2 separate regions of the Mus musculus genome follow, and region 1 is linked to region 2. Evidence: chromatin contacts called from public Hi-C data. All regions are on one chromosome and are shown on one strand. Each heading gives the region's core, a stretch centred on a gene start, on an enhancer-like site or on the middle of the called end of the contact. The rest is flanking DNA. Distances are from core to core; before and after follow the strand shown.

Region 1 (5,973 bases), core at 2,547-5,046, 9.7 Mb after region 2:
TTTCTCTCTTTCTCCGTTTTTCTTTTCTTGTCTTGTCTTTCCGAGACAGGGTCTCTCTGTTCGCCCTGGCTGCCCTGGATCTCAGCCTCTAGATCCTCCTGCCTCTGCCTCCCAAGTGCTGGAATTAAACCATCACTGCCTAGCAACCACCACTCTCATAAAGGAAAGCATTTAATTTGGGGCTGGCTTACAGTTCAGAGGTTTAGTCCTTTATTGTCCTGGTAGGAAACACGGTGCTAGAAAGGTAGCTGAGAGTTCTGCATCTGGATCAGCAGGTAGCCAAAAAAAAAAAAAAAAAAAAAAAAAATTGAATTAACAATGGCTTAAGCACCTGACACCTCAAAGCCCACCCACTGTGAATTCCTTTGACAAGGCCACACCTCCAATAATGACTCTCCCTGTGAGTTTGTAGAGGTCATTTTCATTCAAACCACCACAACAGGTAACCATTTAAGAGTCCTCTTGTAAGAATTCTTAGAATTCATGCCATTCACTACCCTTGGTCAACCTTTGTATAACTATGCACTATGTCTATCTCCATCTCCTTGGCCCTTACAATGGCTTGAACTTGGCTCCCAAAATAAACTGGGTGGTGGTGACCTGGGGCTAAAGTTCCTTCTCAGGGAGATGTAAACAACAATGTTAAGTTCCCTCTGGGGAGCCAATGAGTTTATTGGGGTTCTTCCCAGAGCATGGCTGAGAGGGTAATTACAGGAATGTGGGTGCAGGTGGAAAGCCTCCACACTGCAGCACAGACAGAGCACTCCTTCCCTTGTTTCCCCTCTCTCTATACTCTAGCCTCACAAATACAGCACTTGGTAAGGAGCAGCTACATACTCAGGTGCGGTTCTCAGGAGGGGATGTAGAGTCAGGAAACCCAGCTGGGATAAGCCTTTCACAAGGGGCACAGCTGAACTCCCCAAAATAATGGTTGCTTGACTCATAGGACACTCATTCACAACCACCTACAGGTCTTTTGTGTTCTTCTATAATTAAACTAGAGTAAAGAGTTGAAGATGGGGGCTGGTGAGATGGCTCAGTGGGTAAGAGCACCTGACTGTTCTTCCGAAGGTACAGAGTTCAAATCCCAGCAACCACATGGTGGCTCACAACCATCTGTAACAAGATCTGACGCCCTCTTCTGGAGTGTCTGAAGACAGCTACAGTGTACTTATATATAATAAATAAATAAATCTTAAAAAAAAAAAGAGTTGAAGATGGGGGGTGGGGTGGTGGATATAGGGGACTTTCGGGATAGCATTTGAAATGTAAATGAAGAAAATATCTAATAAAAAAAGAGTTAGCCGGATGTGGTGGCGCACGCCTTTAATCCCAGCACTCGGGAGGCAGAGGCAGGCGGATTTATGAGTTCGAGGCCAGCCTGGTCTACAAAGTGAGTTCCAGGACAGCCAGGGCTTTACAGAGAAACCCTGTCTCGAAAAACCAAAAAAAAAAAAAGTTGAAGATGGCACCTATTAGGCTGCAGTTATAACAGCCCAGGTAAAAAGTGCTCACTCTTCAGGTCAGCTCCAGAAGCTTCTAGGATATGCATGAGAGAGAGAGAGAGAGAGAGAGAGAGAGAGAGAGAGAGAGAGAGAGAATGAATTAAATACATAATTAGGGTCAAGTATTACCCTCACAGTAAAATACTCGTGTGTTCTATTATGAATATCCTAGTGTAGTTAACTCTATGGAGGAGCAATCTTGACTTATACACCCCTCATCAAGTTTTCTAAACATTAAATTAGCATTTCCATATGCATTCCACTACCCTTTGTCCACTTTTGTATAACATTACTATCTCCATCAGGAAGGTCACAGTGGGCTTTCTCCACACTTACATACCTTTTCACTCTGAAAGTAGACCTCCTAGCCAGCTTGGTAGGCCTAGCTGCAACCCATAGACCATTATTCCTGGCCTGCTGTTTGTCCTAGCTTAGTTATATGTCTCCACCTGAAAACCTCAGGCTCCTGGATGCTGCTGTTCCCAATTCTCTCTACTGAATTCTCTACTATGGGCTGAGACCAACAGCATATAACATATGGCCAGATCTCTGAAAGTATAGTACATTTCTGGTAAGTCTTTGTTTTTGTTTTTGTTTTGTTTTGTTTTTCTGAGACAGGGTTTCTCTGTGTAGCCCTGGCTGTCCTGGAACTCACTCTGTAGACCAGGCTGGCCTCGAACTCAGATATCTGCCTGCCTCTGCCTCCCGAGTGCTGGGATTAAAGGCGTGCGCCACCACGCCCGGCAAGTCTTTGGTTTTGAAACAGGCTGGTCTTGAACTCAAGATCCTCAGCTGCCTAGGTTTCAAGTAAATGTTTTAGTTATAACACACAGATCTAACAGTCTTAATGAACAATGGTTATTTATTTATTAAAAGATTTATTCATTTTATGTATGAAAGTACACCATTGCTGTCTTCAGACACACCAGAAGAGGGCATCAGAACCCATTACAGATGGTTGTGAGCCACCATATGGTTGCTGGGAATTGAACTCAGGACCTCTGGAAGAGCAGTCAGTGATCTTAACCGCTGAGCCATCTTTTCAGCCCCCCACCCCACATGGTCTCTTTAAATAAACACAATTATGAAGCAAAAGACAAAACATTAAAAGTTGTTCTCCACTGCTCTATGACATATTCCTGTACCTGTTTCTTTAAGGAATTAATACTACTTTACCCATCTGCCTATAATTAAATTTAACTTATTTATCTTGGTTTTTTTGAGACAAGGTTTTGCTACTTAGTCTTGGATGCCTCTTGGGCTGGATCTATAGACCAGGGTGGCCTCGAACACAGATATCCACATGCTTCTGTCTGGAATTAAAGATGTGCACCACCACGCCCAGCTAAATACTGAAATACATCTAAATTAGCTTTCTAATCCTGGGGCTATAAAAATAACTGGAAATTCATCTTAGCATTTCTCAAGTCATCTAGTTTGGCTTCCCTGAGACTGTTCTGAGGAGTAAGTAACATCTTTAACTGAAGATATGACCTGAAGGGTATGTATATCTGACTCTTGGCTGGTAACCTGTAAATTGAACGTGTCGGGGCCTCCACTCAGGCCTTTTTAGGCCATTCCTCAGGCCACCCTCTCCGGATAGTGAGAATTGGTCTTACCAAGTTCTCACTGGCAGGAGGTAGGATACACATTTGAACAGAACAGGCCTCCATCCTCCACTCTGCCTTCTAAAGACCACTCAGAGTACATGTGAGAAGCCTCTACACCATCACGGGCTTCCATAGCTCATGATCTGTGGGCAGAAATTAATGTGACATGCTTGTAATCACATTTCTGCGAGCTCAAGGAGGCAGATCTCCAGCATAAGGCCAGTTTGGGGATATATAGTTAAGACTCAAAAAAGAAAAACAAAGGTTAGAAAAGGACTTCAAAAATTAAAATCAGCAGCCTGGCATGGTGGCTCACATCTTTAATCCCAGTGCTAGGTAGGCTTTCGCGTTATCCGTCGGAATGGTATAGGCATTCTGCCTGTATTCCAGAGAAAATCTTCATTAACAACAGGAGGCAGAGCTGGGCTTTCTGGCCGCCGTATTCATCCTCAGCCCCTATCAGTCAAGCACTATGGCCCCAGCTCTGCTGGCTTCGGGATGACACACAGTCTGGGTGACCCAGGAGCCCGCTCGCGCTCTCCAGCAGCGACAACTCGGGGCGGCGCACCTGAAGAGCGAGCCGCGCCAGGCAGCGCGCCGAGTCCGACTCAGGACCCCGACCAAGCTGCCCGCGCCACTGCCGGGCTGCGCTCGCGTTAATCAGGACCCCGGGCTGCCTCCGGAGCCGCCTGAGGCTGCGTTCCGGGCCGCGTTCTAGCCTGATCGTTGGGAAACGGGACGGCCCGCACTGCGCGCGCAGCCCGCCTGGTCTAACCACGGCCGGGCGGAGGAGGAGGCTTGGGGCAGGCGCGACTCCCGTGGCGAGGCGAGCGGTCTTCTGAGGGCCGGAGGCGGGAGCGACGCGGGCTGCATTTGCAGCGGCCGCGCTCAAGGCCTCGGCGCCGGCGGTGGCGATGCTGTGGCAGCGGCTGGCTGTGGTGGAGTGGGCGGCCCTGGCCTGGGAGCTCCTGGGCGCCTCGGTGCTGTTCATCGCCGTGCGCTGGCTGGTCCGCCGGCTAGAGAAGCGGCCGCGGGACCTGAACCGTTGCGGGACGCTCTCCTCTCCGCCCAGCGCGTCTGAAGCGGTGGCCGCACAGCCAGGTAAGGCAGCGTCAGTCGTGGGAGGAAAACCTCACTCTCCACGCCCCCTGGATACGGTAAGACCCTATCGCGGATATTTTGGAAACTTTTGATGAGAACCCACAGCCCTGTTAGCACTTCTTCTCTCCACCTCTCTAAACTGTAATCCCATGTTTACGAGGTATGTGTTTTGTTTTTGTTTTGTTTTTTAAGATTTCTTTAGAATTTTTTAAATTTATTTTTAAGATTTACTTATTTTATGTCTATGAGTATACACTGTAGCTGTGCAGATAGTTGTGAGCCTTCATCTGGTTGTTGGGAATTGAATTTAGGACCTCTGTTCGCTCGGGTCAACCCTGCTCGCTCACTCCGATCGGCCCCCCGCCCAAAGATTTATTTATTGTTATAAATAAGTACACTGTAGCTGTCTTCAGACGCACCAGAAGAGGGCGTCAGGTCTCTTGTTGTGAGCTACCATGTGGTTGTGAGATTTGAACTCAGGACCTTCGGAAAGAGCAGTCGGTGTGCTCTTTCACCAGCCCGAGGTATGTGTTCGTATGAAGCCACTTTTCACTAACGCTCACTTTCTCCTAAATCTAGTTCTTAGTGGAAGATGAAAAGTAATTCTTCTAGAAGGAAAATGACATTTTAAGCCATTAACTCAACTTTAGAACTTTAGAGATAACCCAACCCTAACAAGATCTTACGGGTAACAGAGGCTCCATTTGCTACTATGAACTTAAACACAATTTCATTTTTTAATTACTTAGGGCTGGGTATAAAACTCAAGGCGTGGCACATCTTGACAAGTCTTCTACCACTGACATACATATCAACCCTTTCTTAGCAGTCGTTGGTTTCTTGGGGGTTTTGTTTTCGTGTTTTTGTTTTTGTTTGTTTGTTTTTTGCTTAAGAAATGGGAACAGGAAGGTCAGGGTAATGCTGGTTATTTTTACATGGCCGTGGAGAAATGAAATGTTTGTGTTGTGACAACAGGGCCAATGCTTGTCTTTTGGGTTTTACATTCTCTTGACCCCGCTAAGAAAATAGCATGGTCTTATTGCAACTTGATGTGCCAGGGCTGGTTGATGGGGTGGAGAGGAACTGAGAGGAGAGGGAGGGCAAACTTTGGTCAGGATGTAAAACAAACAGTTGAGTGTTAAAAAAGGAAGTGGCACCGAAAGAGACTAGTCTCCGACTTGGAAATACACACACATATACACTTGTAGGTGCAGTTACAGGAAAGCACAAAGCAGTAAGGGCAACTTTAATAAATATAGTGTGCACTAGCCCGTTTACTCAGTGAACACTGTACGAAAAACTCAAGAGCAGGTCACAGTGAAAATCACCCAGTGCATGTGGCTAAAAGGGTATAGAGAGAGCCAAGACCAGTGTTTGCGGCATCTTGTTTCACTGAAAGATTCTTTTCAGTTTTTAGTTTTTCATTTTGAAGTCATTTTAGGTGTATAAAGGTTTATAAAACAATACAGAACAGTTCAACTCATGTACTAAGATCCTCTACCAGCTGATCGGGGGGAAGGAGTTCAGCCTAAAGTGAGTATCAATGTATATATCTATTAGATTGAAGATTTAAAAATCCTGATGTCTGCAAACGTCTGCAGATGCTGAGAAGATGGCTCTCCCGCATTGCTGGTGTGTCTGTTAATGGTATAGTCCCTCTGGAGACTATAGTCTAGTCTCAAGGAAGTTAAGCCTGCCCTGTACCCATAAGCTTTTGTTCTAGAGAAACGAAACTCTTACTTGTTTAATGTTCTTGC
Region 2 (6,264 bases), core at 2,536-5,035:
GTGTGTGTGCACTCCTTCTGTGGGGGAGCCCAGCAGGCCAGAGGATGGTATCGAATTCCCTGGACGAAGAGGTTCAGGAAGTTGTGAGCTACCATATGGATGCTGGAAATTGAACCCAGGTCCTCAGCAAGAGCAGCAAGTGCTCTTAACCACCAAGCCATCTCTCCAGTCCCTCAAGAGGCTTTGTGTTGTTTTGTTTTTGAACATTCTGAATTTTGAGCTGATGTAAAGGTGTCAAATAAAATTACGGGAGCCCATTGCTTCAGACCAAGCTCTCACTCCTGCCCTGAAAGACCAGACTATAATTGTAAACTGGTATGACTCATGGTAACTTATACCATCAAGCTATTTATTTCACCTTCAGAGAAGCAAAGATGAAAGAGGCTTTTTTTTTCCCAAAGAAGCTGTTTCAGTGAGCAGCACACTGATGAAGTTCCTTTGGTGCTTCATACTTTCAAAATCAACCAACCAACCAACCAAACAAACAAAAAACAAGATGAAACAAAATCCCAAATTAACCTAAAGTAACCAAATTAGTTTTTTGTTCTATCTGACAAAGAAAAGAACTGAACAGACAAACCATCTTTCCTTTCCTTTTGACAACAGGGTCCCTCTCTGTGTCCCAGACTGGTCTGGAATTCCAGATGGTCCAGGATGCATAGTCCAAGATGGCCTTTGTGATGGTTTGTTTATGCTCAGACCAGGGAATGGTGCTATTAGAAGGTGTGGCCTTGTTGGAGTGGTTGTGTCACTGTGAGCGCTGGCTTTAAGATCTTCATCCTAGCTGCCTGGAAGCCAGTCTTCTCCCAGTGGCCTTCCGATAAAGATGTAGAACTCTCAGTGGCTCCTGCACCATGCCTGCCTGGACGCTGCCATGCTCCTGCCTTGATGATAATGGACTGAATCTCTGAACCTGTAATCCAGCCTCAACTAAATGTTGGCCTTATAAGACTTGGCTTGGTCATGGTGTCTGTTCACAGCAGTAAAACCCTAAGACAGTCTTACACTCCCCTTGCCCCAACCACCTAAGTTCTGGAACCACAGGCATGAGCTTCTGTGTCACACCCACTGTTCCTTGTTCCAGTCCTGTTTTTCTGCCTATATAACTTCGTCCCTCCCTCTGGAACATTTACTTTATTTTGAGAAGTGTCTGATTCTAAAAGAAAAAGTATATCCAACTGAAGATCTTTAAGTTGTTGTGATTTTATTTTTGGCAACACTGAATGGGAAGCTGAACTTTCTTCCTCAGGGAAGGCAGCTAATCTACCTTCCCTGAAGGCACACAGATATTTAGGTGGTCAGATGGATGGGTTTTGGTAGAAACTGCTGGTTCCCATCATCCCTCATTCCCTGCATCCATCTCTCTCCCCTGCCTCTTATTCATCTCTCTCACTCTTGGACTAGAAATTTAGTCCAGGACCTCTACACAATAGGCAAATGAGGTGCAATGTGTATCCCAGCCTTAAAAAAAGGTTTACTTATTTGATTTATATGAGTAGACTGTATCTGTCTTCAGACACACCAGAAGAAGGCACCAGATCCCATTACAGATGGTTGTGAGCCACCATGTGGTTGCTGGGAATTGAACTTAGGACCTCTGGAAGAGCAGTCAGTGCTCTTAACCGCTGAGTCATCTATCCAGCACCTCTTACCCCCAGCCTTTTTTATACTTTCTATTCTCACACAGGTCCCACTAAGCTGTTTAGGCAGGCCTTGAGAGGCCTATGCCATTAAGCTCTGTGCACACAAAGGCTGCCCAATTGGAAAGTGGGCTTCCGGGCTCACCACTGTTAGGCATTCTTGCCAAAAGGACGTGATTTGAACAGTGTGGATAACCTCTACTTTACTTTGTTTGCCTTGCTCATGTCCAAAGAGAGAACATGCCATTTGTAACATGCCAAGATGGCTAAATGCTTCAAGTTAGTATTTGTTGTAGGTAAGTCTGCAAGAAATTGCAATCCTAAATATATCTGACTGGAAGACAAAATACTAGAATTCTCCTGTTCAGGATGATTTGGGAATATCTGCCAAAAAATGTGTATGCATCCTGACTCACTTTGGGGAATGTATTTTACTTGCACACATCTTAAATCATGCACATATAAGTTCATTCACTGCACCATTGGCTGCTCTATAAAAAACGTTCTTCATATGTCCTGTATGTTGTAACATACCTTTGCTACTTTAAAAATAATGACAGAAATAATAATGTCTTATATGACTAGGTCACCAGAAAAAAAGAGAAAACTCTAAAGGAGAACAATAAGGCATGTTACTTTCTGTGAAAGGAAGCGAATACAAAAACCTTGCATTTATCAGATTGTATTTTTGGAAAGAAGTTTTGTAAGAAAACATGAATAAGAAATGTAACCACATGTAAATGCAGGATGATCACATACCTTGTCACTCGTGAAACAGGTTCTCAATTGAAGGGCAGTATTACTAATCACTTCAGAACAATAGATGAAAATCAGCATTGTCTGAACAAAGTGGTATGTATAACCAACACTTTAAAAAGATACAGGGTGTATCAAGGAATGCACATATATAGTCCAAAGGTATATGTGTATGTGTGTGTGTGTGCACATTAATCTGTATTACATCTTAGAGCTTTGTGGGACAGGGTCTCTAGTAATCCCAGCTGGCTTCCAAGTCGATAGGATCAGGGGTATAGACTTGAACTCCTGATTCCCTAGCCTCCACTTCTGGAGTGCTAGTATTACGGTGACCACCATGAAACCTAGCTATTTATTTGTTTATAAGGGGAATGTGCCAAAAGCAGTCCACTATGATCATAAACTGTGCAGTTGAGTTTCCTCCCAAGTGGAAAAAACGCAGACATCGGCACACTTAGATGCCAGTGACTCATCGTGGGAGGAGCATATTCTTGATCGTGGTATACTCTTTCCCAGGTAAATGATCTGAAGAACCAGCCTGTCTCCATTTCAGACTTAAAAGCCATCTTATATAGTAAAGACAGATTAGGTTCCTTTCTGTTTACCATTAAACCTCTGTTCCAGACAAACTAGGTTCTTTCTTGTTTATGACTAAACCTTTGTTTGTCAGACATTGGGCTATTCTCCACCTGTAACCTTAACTACAAAATGTTCTGCACTGCCTGTTCCAGGAATAGAAGTCATGTCTTTGCTTCAAGAAGTGGTTTATAACCACCTTGGAGCCTTATCTGCTGCATAGGTTCCATGACCACCTATGACTACCTTGTTATGGCTACCTGTTGTGTTACCTTGTTTTGCTCGCCGCCTAGTTTGCCCGCCAAATCTCCGATATGGAACCCCTTACCCCTGAGCTATAAACACCTTGTCTTCCTTGAATCCAGGGCTGACCTACTGAACTCCACCTTAGGGGAAGGCAGCTTGTGTACACGAATAAAAAAGCTTGCTTTCATGGATTGCTTGTTGTAATTTGTTGTAAAATGATGATTTGGGTCTGTTGTATTTTTCCTCTTATCTTTGGAATTGACATTCCGTGTGTGTGTGTTGGTTGGTTTTTGTTTCTTTTTTCTTCAGTGTTGGACTATAGTGAATTGGAAGTAACTCTTTACATAGGTCGTTTAAGTGATGCCTTAAAGAACGGAGCGGAGAACGATAATAATCAGTCCCGGAACTTAGGGAAAACGTCGTCCTTTGACTTGCCGGGCCTTTACTGAAGTTGCACAAAGTACACGCCCTCAAGTTCTTCAGCCAATCCCAGGTCGGAGCGTGAGCGCCTGCGTCTCTCGGGAGACCTGGGCGGTCCTCAAACCGGAGGAGAGGAGTCTGGTGTCACTCAACTCGGAGGGCGGAGCTAATTCCTGCTCCCCTATCCGGCGCTCTGGCCCACAGAGACGCTGCTCTATGGCACCTCGCGTCCCCTCTGCCCGCCTCCTGGAGGACCACGCTCGTTTTCTTCTTGGCAGCGAGAGGTCCCGCAGCCGTGGCTGAGCTGGAGGAAAGATGGCGGCTGCCGTGCGACAGGATTTGGCCCAGCTCATGAATTCAAGCGGCTCTCATAAAGATCTGGCGGGCAAGTGAGTATTTCTTAGGAGTACAGAGGTAGGAAGGAAGCCGCAAGTTTATCTTCCCAGAGGCGACGGGCGCTCCGGGGCGTGAGGCTCGAGCTAGGCCTGACTCAGGGGGGCGGGCCTGAACTCGGCTGTGGCGGTAAATGTTGGGAGCAACAGAAAGCTGTAGGGACGGTATGCTGGGGTCCTGACCGTCCCAGGACCCCAGGTGGCTGCCAGCTTCTTAAGTCCTTGATAACGCCCTCTGCGGGTTCTTTTGGCTTCTGGAAGCGAGGTAAGAAAGATGACGGCTCGCCCGGCGGTGGGCGCCTTCCTTAGAGTCTCTTCGGCGAGCCCGACACACCGAGTTTGACTTCGGTTCGCTGCCGCCCCTGCCTTCGCCGTGTTGGAGGTAAATTTATATTCTGGACTTTGATGCAGACTTTTATTTCGAAGAGATGGCTTTCCAGGATTGATAGGGGCAGAGGAGGTATGGATGCTGTCATGTGGTCCAGAACTTCTCTCAGTTCATAGCGTGTGTGGGTCCTTATGTTCTGGATACTCGCAGTCTGTCACCAACTCTGGAGAAGAGAACACAGGCAGAATGTCCTCGGGCTCAGGATGTCTAGAACAGTGATATTTCCAGGGTCTGCTAAGGAATTTTGTCGAAACCTTAGGGTGCTTAGAGCCACGACAGGTCAAAAATTGGGACATGTTTCAGTCCCCTCAAGCAGTTGTTGAACAGCTGTAGTCTTCTTTGTGTAGATTTTTCACAGTTTTGCCTTCTAATGAAAGTATGCCTTCAATTGGCCCTAACATTTACACCTCACAGCTGAGGGCATGTTGATCTAATTAATGAAATATTCTTGCTCAAACCTGCACATTGAAATGGTGTGTGTGTTGTGTGGCCGCTGTGCTGGGCTTTTCTGTGTAGAAAGTACAGTCTACCTTATTAGTGGGAAATTTAGTTGTATAACCTGGGCTTAACTACATCATTCTTTATTTTTCCGCTTTAAAAAAATGGAAGGGTAATCGTGAGGCTTAGTCTTATCTGATTTCAAAATGAGCATGTGTCTATGTACTAATTACACTTCAATAACTGAGCACAGTCCCTGGTATCTGGAAAATGTCATAATGTTGTTATGAAGCAGTCAGTAAGTACATACGACTTATTCCAGGGGTTGGAAATAGTTCATTTATGTCTTCATCGTTTGGTTGTTTTTCCATGTATTAATACTTTTATAGCTTTGGATAGAAGTCAAACTAGCTTATGTATTCCCTTATATTTCCTTTGTTTTTTTCTCTCTTTATTACAGAAAATGTAAGTTCATTAATTATCAGCTAAGATGCAGGTGTTAGAACTTGAAAATCTTGTGGAACTTCATTACTATTTATCTCTCTAGCCCGGAATTAGAAATGAACAGTAGCATGTCTCCAATAGGGTGTTTCTTTTGCCTGTTGTAGCTAAATAAGTACACAATTGAGTAATATAAAAGTGACACCCCCCACCCCCCACCCCGGGATTCTGTATGTTGCCTGGCCTGTTTTCTTGATCTTACCTGGTTCAGTTACGCAGATTAATTTGGCTAGCAGATGCACTAGGGCTGGCCACGTGTAGATAGATACCTGGCAGTTGGCTGGATCTTTTATTCTCACTACATGGTTTAGCTTTGGCTTTTTTTTCTGGGACTTCCTGCATCAGAGTGTTCTAACAGGGTGAGAGTGGAAGCTGTAAGGCATAAGGCTAGTCTGACAAGTCTCACATCAGTTCTGTAATACCAATGAAAGCAAGTAGCGAGACCAGTCCAGATTCCAGGGGAAAGGAAATGGAATATATCACTAACTCTTTAGAAGCAAAGTGGTATTTTGCAGGAATATGAATGGAGGGTGGAGTGCCAGCCTACCAAGTGGATTTCCTTAAGAGGAAATGAAATACTTTGCTTGATAATGGATAGCCCATGCAGTGTTAGTTGGCACCCTCTCAACATTGCTTTCTTTCTTAAGAATTAGCTTATTATTTTTATTTATGTGTATGTGTGCCGTGTGTGCAAATGCCTATGGGTGTTCAAAGAGGGAGTGCATCCCCCTGAACCTGGAGTTACAGGTGGTGCTGAGCCACCTGGGTGGATGCTGGGAATTGAACTCAGGTCCTCTGGAAAAGCAGCAAGCATTCTGTTAACCACTGAGCCATCTCCAGGCTTCAGTGCTTTTTTTCTGAGGATATTCTTGGCCTTCCCTTTAGGTATTTACCTAGTACTATCTGG

Evidence for each region. Hi-C and Micro-C count contacts between places; a contact is called where the count stands out from the background.
Region 1: a Hi-C map of B cells shows a contact between it and region 2, with 6 read pairs. The contact joins the promoter of Ankle2 here to the promoter of Cops4 in region 2. A contact is called at or near these places in 1 of 39 promoter capture datasets (cranial neural crest) and 1 of 484 Hi-C or Micro-C datasets (B cells).

The regions. Positions count from the first base shown.
Region 1 is chr5:110,227,208-110,233,180 of GRCm38.p6, forward strand. It overlaps Ankle2 (ankyrin repeat and LEM domain containing 2), which reads left to right and starts at 3,797. Exons shown (of 13, transcript NM_001253814.1): 1 at 3,797-4,216. The coding sequence starts at 4,030.
Region 2 is chr5:100,514,524-100,520,787 of GRCm38.p6, forward strand. Cops4 (COP9 signalosome subunit 4) reads left to right here and starts at 3,786. Exons shown (of 10, transcript NM_012001.2): 1 at 3,786-4,027. The coding sequence starts at 3,954.